Linked DNA regions of Sus scrofa: region 1 is linked to region 2. Evidence: chromatin contacts called from public Hi-C data. All regions are on one chromosome and are shown on one strand. The core of a region is the stretch at or near the end of the contact, and the rest is flanking DNA. Distances in the headings are between cores, read along the strand shown.

The links. Hi-C and Micro-C count contacts between places; a contact is called where the count stands out from the background.
Region 1: a Hi-C map of skeletal muscle shows a contact between it and region 2, with 12 times the contacts expected there. The contact joins two enhancer-like sites. A contact is called at or near these places in 5 of 47 Hi-C or Micro-C datasets (heart right ventricle, liver and skeletal muscle) and 1 of 2 datasets of contacts at active chromatin or transcription factors (skeletal muscle).

What each region holds. Positions count from the first base shown.
Region 1 is chr11:74,420,418-74,424,356 of Sscrofa11.1, forward strand. All of the region lies in intron 2 of LOC110255854 (a long non-coding RNA gene), which reads left to right. Among named protein-coding and RNA genes, the nearest start is that of ARGLU1, 150 kb to the left of the region's middle. Within about 2 kb of position 1,679, at least 16 of the 83 cell types and tissues checked have an H3K27ac peak or open chromatin away from gene starts, as enhancers often do. A contact at or near this core is called in liver and skeletal muscle, where this site is marked.
Region 2 is chr11:74,293,585-74,297,511 of Sscrofa11.1, forward strand. It overlaps LOC110255853 (a long non-coding RNA gene), which reads left to right. Exons shown (of 5, transcript XR_002336751.1): 4 at 1-515; 5 at 1,668-1,791. Among named protein-coding and RNA genes, the nearest start is that of ARGLU1, 28 kb to the left of the region's middle. Within about 2 kb of position 2,072, at least 32 of the 83 cell types and tissues checked have an H3K27ac peak or open chromatin away from gene starts, as enhancers often do. A contact at or near this core is called in liver and skeletal muscle, where this site is marked.

The DNA of each region.
Region 1 (3,939 bases), core at 429-2,928, 130 kb after region 2:
ATATTCACATTACCAAGATTTTATTTATTTTAAAGATAAATGTTAGCAGATAAGCCTCTTTATATCTTTTATTTTCCAACTATAGGTTTATATTGTACTTAAAGTCATTATCAAACAGTTTATGATCAGATCTAGAATCCGTGTGAACTCTTAAAGGCTGCTTGGTACCATAAGCACCATTCCTGCACCGTCTTAGCAGAGATGTTGAAGAGGAAATCTTACTTTTGCTATAACTCTACATGAGCACAACATCTCACGAACTCCTAAGAAATACTGGAGTTCCTGTTGTGGCTCAGTGGAAGTGAATCTGACTAGCATCCATGGGGACGCAGGTTCAATCCCTGGCCTTGCTCAGTGGGTTAAGAATCCAGCATTGCTGTGAGCTGTGGTGTAGGTTACAGATGCATCTTGGATCCTGAGTTGCCTTGGATCCTAGGCCGGCAGCTGTAGCTCCCATTCGACCCCTAGCCTGGGAACCTCCATATGCTGTGGGTGCAGCCCTAAAAAGACAAAAAAAAAAAAAAGAGAAAGAAATATTAATCATACAGTATGATTTGAACCATTGCCATGACTTGTATATAGGAATGACATGTATAAAGGAATAGAATTTTTATAGGGAGGTAATACTTAATGTTTCTTAGATTTCAGCATGCTTCATTTTAATTTTTTATCACAAAAGTAAAAAAGAGATTTTAACCAAATAGAAATAACATACCCTATTTATGATAGACTGTCTCAATAAAGTGCATTTATTTGAGTCTAAGAAGCCTAAAATGAAGGATTCATGATGAATCTGAACTTTCAGTGACAGAAAATTCTATTAGGGCTGTTTTCAGTTATAGGATGTGTTATATTCATTCCAGTGTTTGTATGCTATTTTTATTAGTATCTACAAGAAGTTATTTTATATTTCCATGTTGTATCAAAATTTGGAAATAACGATCAGGTTACCCTCATGCAAGATGATTTCATGTTATCATACTTTCCTTTAGATGCTTTTACCATATTGTTCTATAGCACGATAAAAATGTGGATGAATCCAGGGAACTGCAAGTTATCATGGAAAAATATTCATCTGCACTTGCTCCGGGTAAATAAATCTCTCCTCTACCCCCCGCCCGCCCGGATGAAAAAGAGAAATTATCACACACCTCCCCATTTCTAATAACCTCCTTCTAGAATCCTCCTGCTGAGTTTTATTATTTCTTCCCACCAAGGAGAAGGCACAGCTGAATAAGGGGAGGCAGGTCAGTGGACATGGTCGGGCGTTTTCCACAGGGGCGTATGTGTTAGGCTTTGCGCATGGAACCCAGACTGGTGGGAAATTGGAAATTAGATTTATGAGAAAGCAATGCCGGTTCTCAGCTTTCCTCAGCCCATTGTTTTCAGGGAAGTATGTGTTTCTCACGGGCAAAGGAGGGGATCCAGATCAAGATAATGCAGAGAACCAGGAAGTCCGAGATGGGCTTGGTTTCAAAACCGATTCGAACGTACAGGACTCTTAAGCTGATGGGCTGAGGCTGGGCTATTTCAACTGTGACACCAAGGGAAGTCCTAAGAGCTTTAGAAAGTGAGGGGGTGGCTCTGAGACAAATGTTTCAGGACGCTGGAACTGCAAGAAAAACTAACTGGGTCTGAGTGAAACAGCCCTCCCCCGCCCCCTTATGGTGGCTTCTGGGCACCATGGCAAGGCCCAGAGGAGTCGTTAGGCTTCTCTAACCCAGGGAAGGAAATCGTACACTCCTGCATTCACCCTCAGAACAAGCTTCATTTTATTCCTGGAGAAACCAACTGAAATTTCAGCATAGGCAAGAGGACTGTTTCAAATGCAGAAACATGGAGAAGGTACCTCTTAATCAGGGTTGTTTATCCAGCCTGGGAGCCACGGCCGGTCACGCTGCTCGCTTGGTGCCGTTGGGTCTGCTCTGACGCCTGGATGGACAGGAAGTCCTTAAGATTAAAGATTGTATTTTTATGGGCTCATGCCTGCCTATCCCAAGCTATAAACTGAAGAGAGTTGTAATTGGGAGTCAGTCTCTAGAAAGGATATTACCAGTCATTTGCGTGAGTGTCAGGATGAAAAACAGGAGGAAATCAAGGTGGAGTCTGGGGGAAGGAGCACTAAGTAGAAACCAGCCGGGAACATTGGAAATTAAAGCATTGCTGGGCTGAGGTAGAACGCTCTTATCTGGGATCAGTATGGCATATATAATTAAACCAAAACTGCTAATCAGCACAGAATATGAGGATATTAACAGGGCAAATAAAAGATTGCATCTCACTTTCTGCAGCTGCCTTTCACAAAAGGACTTTTCTTCTTCTTCTTCTTCTTTTTTTTTTTTTTTTTTTTCCAGAAAAAATATCTTGGCAAGTGGAAACAAGTAAATGCTTGAGAAAGTAAAACCGCCTGTGAGTGTAGGAAAAAGCCCGTTGGTTCTGGTTCAGCCCTGCTCCACGTTGTGGCTCTTTCTGCAATTGTTTGGAATTGATGGGACATGTTGAAAGTCCCCTCGCTAGTGGGCGACTTAGGGTTCTGTACTTCACAGTCATAAAAACGTGGGTTTTTATTTTTATGCACAGTATTTGTCAAGGTAAGGTGACAAGACGCCATGTATGATTATTAAGTTAGACTGGAGACAAAAACGCATTAGCATTTTGGAATGAAAAATTGTTAATACAGCAGGAAGTTCATATTTATTTCCCATGCATGTTGTGGTTAGGATGGATTTATTTATTTATTTATTTATTTTCTTTTCCCACTGTACAGCAAGGGGGTCAGGTTATCCTTACATGTATACATTACAATTATATTTTTTCCCCCACCCTTTCTTCTGTTGCAACATGAGTATCTAGACAAAGTTCTCAATGCTATTCAGCAGGATCTCCTTGTAAATCTATTCTAAGTTGTGTCTGATAAGCCCAAGCTCCCGATCCCTCCCACTCCCTCCCCCTTCATCAGGCAGCCACAAGTCTCTTCTCCAAGTCCATGATTTTCTTTTCTGAGGAGATGTTCATTTGTGCTGGATATTAGATTCCAGTTATAAGTGATATCATATGGTATTTGTCTTTGTCTTTCTGACTCATTTCACTCAGTATGAGATTCTCTAGTTCCATCCATGTTGCTGCAAATGGCATGATGTCGTTCTTTTTTATGGCTGAGTAGTATTCCATTGTGTATATATACCACCTCTTCCGAATCCAATCATCTGTCGATGAACATTTGGGTTGTTTCCATGTCCTGGCTATTGTGAATAGTGCTGCAATGAACATGCAGGTGCATGTGTCTCTTTTAAGGAGAGTTTTGTCCGGATAGATGCCCAAGAGTGGGATTGCGGGGTCATATGGCAGTTCTATGTATAGATTTCTAAGGTATCTCCAAACTGTTCTCCATAGTGGCTGTACCAGTTTACATTCCCACCAACAGTGCAGGAGGGTTCCCTTTTCTCCACAGCCCCTCCAGCACTTGTTATTTGTGGATTTATTAATGATGGCCATTCTGACTGGTGTGAGGTGGTATCTCATGGTAGCTGTGATTTGCATTTCTCTTATAATCAACGATGTTGAGCATTTTTTCATGTGTTTGCTGGCCATCTGTATATCTTCTTTGGAGAAATGTCTATTCAGGTCTTTCGCCCATTTTTCCATTGATTGATTGGTCTTTTTGCTGTTGGGCTGTATAAGTTGCTTATATATTCTAGAGATTAAGCCCTTGTTGGTTGCATCATTTGAAACTATTTTCTCCCATTCTGAAAGTTGTCTTTTTGTTTTCTTTTGGGTTTCCTTTGCTGTGCAAAAAGCTTTTCAGTTTGATGAGGTCCCATGGGTTTATTTTTGCTCTAATTTCTATTGCTTTGGGAGACTGACCTGAGAAAATATTCATGATGTTGATGTCAGAGAGTGTTTTGCCTGTGTTTTCTTCTAGGAGTTTGATGGTGTCCT
Region 2 (3,927 bases), core at 822-3,321:
TGCCTCTCCCCAGGCTCCATTCTCGGGCCTTTTCTTCGTTGACTCCCATTTCTTTGGGGGGAGCAGGGAGCATGACCCGTGCTCCCCGGCCTTAACCAGCCCTGAGCCTGGGCCCCAGGGTTTCCTGTCTCTCCAGCATCGCCAGTTTACGCTTCTCTTTGCCCCGCCCCTTGGGACGGCCCACCTCTTGCATCCTTTGATCCACCCCCACCCCCCCCACTGCTCCTACACGCGGCCCTCACTGCCTCCCTCCCGGGCTTGCTGTCCACTCAGGCCCCCGGCTCCCGGCATGGGCGTCACAGCCCTTCGGGAGTGGAAGGGGTCACTTTACATGCATGTTTCCTCCCTCCTGTCTCTGTTTCCAGCGTTGCTCTCTCCTGCGTCCCCCAAAGCCAGCCCCTCCGCCTCGCCACTGCTGCTGGGGACACTTCCTCAATCACAGATTGTTATTCACATAGGAACAGTTGCTGGACGCTTGCCACGGCCTGCCCACATCACATTCTGGGCCAGTCATGGTGAGTGACGCAGAAAAAGTCTCTGCTTGGAGTTCCCGTTGTGGCTCAGAGGGTTATGAACTTGACCAGTACCCACAAAGATCCTGGCCTCACTCAGTGGGTTAGGGATCCCAGCTTGCCGTTGCTGTGGTGCAGGCCGGCAGCTGCAGCTCCAATTCAACCTCCAACCTGGGAACTTCCATATGCTGCGGGTGCAGACCTAAAAAGAAAAAGAAAACAAAAGCAAGAAAAAGTCTCTGCTTTCAGTGGCGTTTACATTTTAGTAGGAGACACAGGAAACTAAAGAAATGACTGAATGAGCTGATGGGTAAATCAGTATTAGAGAGTGATAAATGCTGTGCCAAGAATTAGAATAAGGAGTTCCCGTCGTGGCTCAGCAGAAATGAATCTGACTAGTATCCATGAGGATGTGGGTTCGATCCCTGGGCCCGCTCAGCAGGTTAAGGATCCAGGGTTGCTGTGAGCTGTGGTGTAGGTCGAAGATGCGGCTCCGATCTGGCGTTGCTGTGGCTGTGGTGTAGGCTGGCAGCTACAGCTTAGATTCCACCACTAGCCTGGGAACCTCCATATGCCCTGGGTATGGCCCTAAAAAGACAAAAGTAAAAAACAAAACCCCCAAGATTTAGAATACTGTGGCCGAGTGTGGCAGGATCAGCAAAGGTCTCACGTTGTCTTCTGGGCAGGGGGCAGACTCTAGTGTGGCACAAAAGGCTCTGGTGGAGACAAGCTCTGGCCCCCTGGCGAGGACTGACAGCTTCCTCCTGCCCCTTGCACTCGGTCAGTTGGGGGTAACCCTTCCTGGAGGGCCAAGGGGCCACCTGGGTTCCCCTTCTCCCCCGCCTTCCTTCCCTTATCCTCCCAGTCCCCCCTGTGCTGGAACAATGTCCCTTATGGCTGACAGCGACAAAAGCCCAGCTGGCCTCAGCAGGTTTATTCTTATCAGTGACTAGACCCAGACAATTAACAATCCCTTTCAACGGCCCTCTTGGCCATGATTTTTGGGAAATGCTGACTAGGACATGACTTGGGGAAGAGAGATTATTTTAAAAAAAGAAAGAAAAGAAAACAGGTGCAGTGCTCTTTCCTACTGAGCCTGTCACCGGGGTTAGATTTGCAGCCTCCACCCTTAACCGTTGTCCCCTGCCTGCCCAGGAGCCGCCCCTCCCCCAATTCCACCTCCCTGAGGTTTTGGAAGGAAAACTAAACAATGGCTAAATGAAACCAAGCCCATTATCAACGGGTTCCACGTCACGGCTGATAATTCCTCGAAAATCCCGGTTCTCATCAAGAATCTCCGACTTCATTTCCCTGCACTTGTCGCCGGTGGGCGCAGATGAAAGTGGGAGAGAAACGCAAGGCCCAGGGCGCCTTGCTTTGGCAGCCAGCCCCTCGGCCTTTGCTTATGTACCGGGCACCTGATCATCAAGCCAAAGACACGGGTGGCTGGTTTCCTAAACGCCCCAGATGCACCCGGAGCTCCTCCCCTCCGGGGGCCGCCTCTTTGCCCCTTTATCTGGGCACCGCCTTCCTGCACCCACCCACCACCTCCTTCGCAGACTGGCCGCGCCTTCGCTTGGCTCCCCCTAGCGGCGGGCGCCGTCCATCACCCGTGGGAACACGGGTCCCGCACCTCCCGCGCCGGCTCCAAGGCAGACGGAAAAGACATTAAAACCGGAGAAAGCCGAGCATCGATCCCTCAGCGGAGATCCAGCTTTTATTTTCACCACAACCGACGGTCCCGTCAGACCTTGTGTGAGGTTTTTTTTTTTCTTTCCTGTCTGATTACACACAAAAAAATCACAACCATGTAAACCAAAATTTGTAACTTATATAATCAAGACTTTTAGGTGTGATTCTTTATTACACGTAAAAATAAAATCGATAAAAAATAAAAAATGCTCTTATCTGAACATTTATATCTGAATTGCAATGTAAGTTGGTTCTGTAAGACCAACTGGTCACCTCGACTGCTGTCTTGAGTGGAATCTATATGGTTACTTTAAGAAAACTGTAATTCTAGGGTGATGCCTGCACTTCTGAGGCTGGTAATAGTCTTAGGAGGGGGCTGAGCCTGTATGATAGGAAGAAGGCTGGAGAGGCTCTTCTGCGGCTAAACATTTTACTCTGTGTCACGCGATCTGAAATGATTCACTTACCTTGAGCTGAAGTCAAACGCTCATAATAGGCAGATGTCATGAGAATCAGCGCATTGTCATCCTTCTCTCTTTCCATTGTTAAACCTCTGAAAGCCTAACTCTGAGCCACTGGGAAGAGGTGGGGACAGAGGGCTGTAGGGGGAGGGGTCCATTTTCTCGCCCCCAGGTAACTAAAAGACAGAATGAGAAGTGGGGACAGAGACTGGGCAGCGTCCTAGAAGGTGGAAAGAGGTGTGAATAGGGCTTTCCCAGCGTCTGTCCTTGGTCACCACTTTTTAAAATTTCTATTTCACTAGGCTTTATGAAAATTTCTCTCTCCAAAATGTCAGTGGTGCAGGCCAAGGGCTGACGGATTTTTATTCTTTATTTTACCTGTGTGTTAACTCATTAAATCCTCCTCACAGCCTTACGAGGGAGTATCCATTGCAGAGATAAACTGCCGCACGGAGAGGTTAAGGGACTCGTCTAGAGGCACTGAGGGAGCAGATTCCAGCCCAGCAAGTGCCTCGACTTCGCACCCCTGCGGGGAGCTGCCCTTCCGCTGGAGGCGCGCAGGGCGGGGCTTCCGCAGCAGGAGCTGGTCTGATCTCTGCAGTGGACGGACCATGACCTTTTAGGGCACTTTGATTGATTATCAGTCAGTCTTGGAAGGAGAGTCTTTCTTCGAAGCTTAAGTCAGCACGGCCTTCTATCTTATCCTTCAGGACCCTAAGCTGAACTCTATACAGATGAGCTGGAATCTGGGTGGCCTCCATCTCCACCAGACCGCGTGGCAGAAATGAAAATACCCTTTACCCCCCACTTTCATCAATTACTTTTTGTAGAACAAAGATAAGATTTTCTTAAGAAAGCTTTTGTTCTTGGTGGTTTATAAACGATCCATCTGAGAGTTTCACAGCAGCAGGAGCCGGAGAACTCCTGCCCTGTGACCTTGACCGTGTTTGTCACCTCGCAGCACATTGTTCTGGTAGGGACCGGAGAGAAATGGAGGAAAGAACCACTCCATGACGGAAACCCAAAGTCCCTCCGTACATGCAGACAAGCCATTGAAATAAAGAACAATAAGACAGATCAAACTCACGCTGGTCGTGGTGCCTTCTTATGGCTCCCCACCCCCACCCCCCAACTATGACTTTATCTAGTGGGTTAGCGTAAATCCATGTGGTTAGATCTCTTACCAAGGGGGCGGAGATCTGATTCCAGATCAACCAGCGAAAGCCGGATAGTCTTAACCACTGACGTCTGCAACAGCTAAA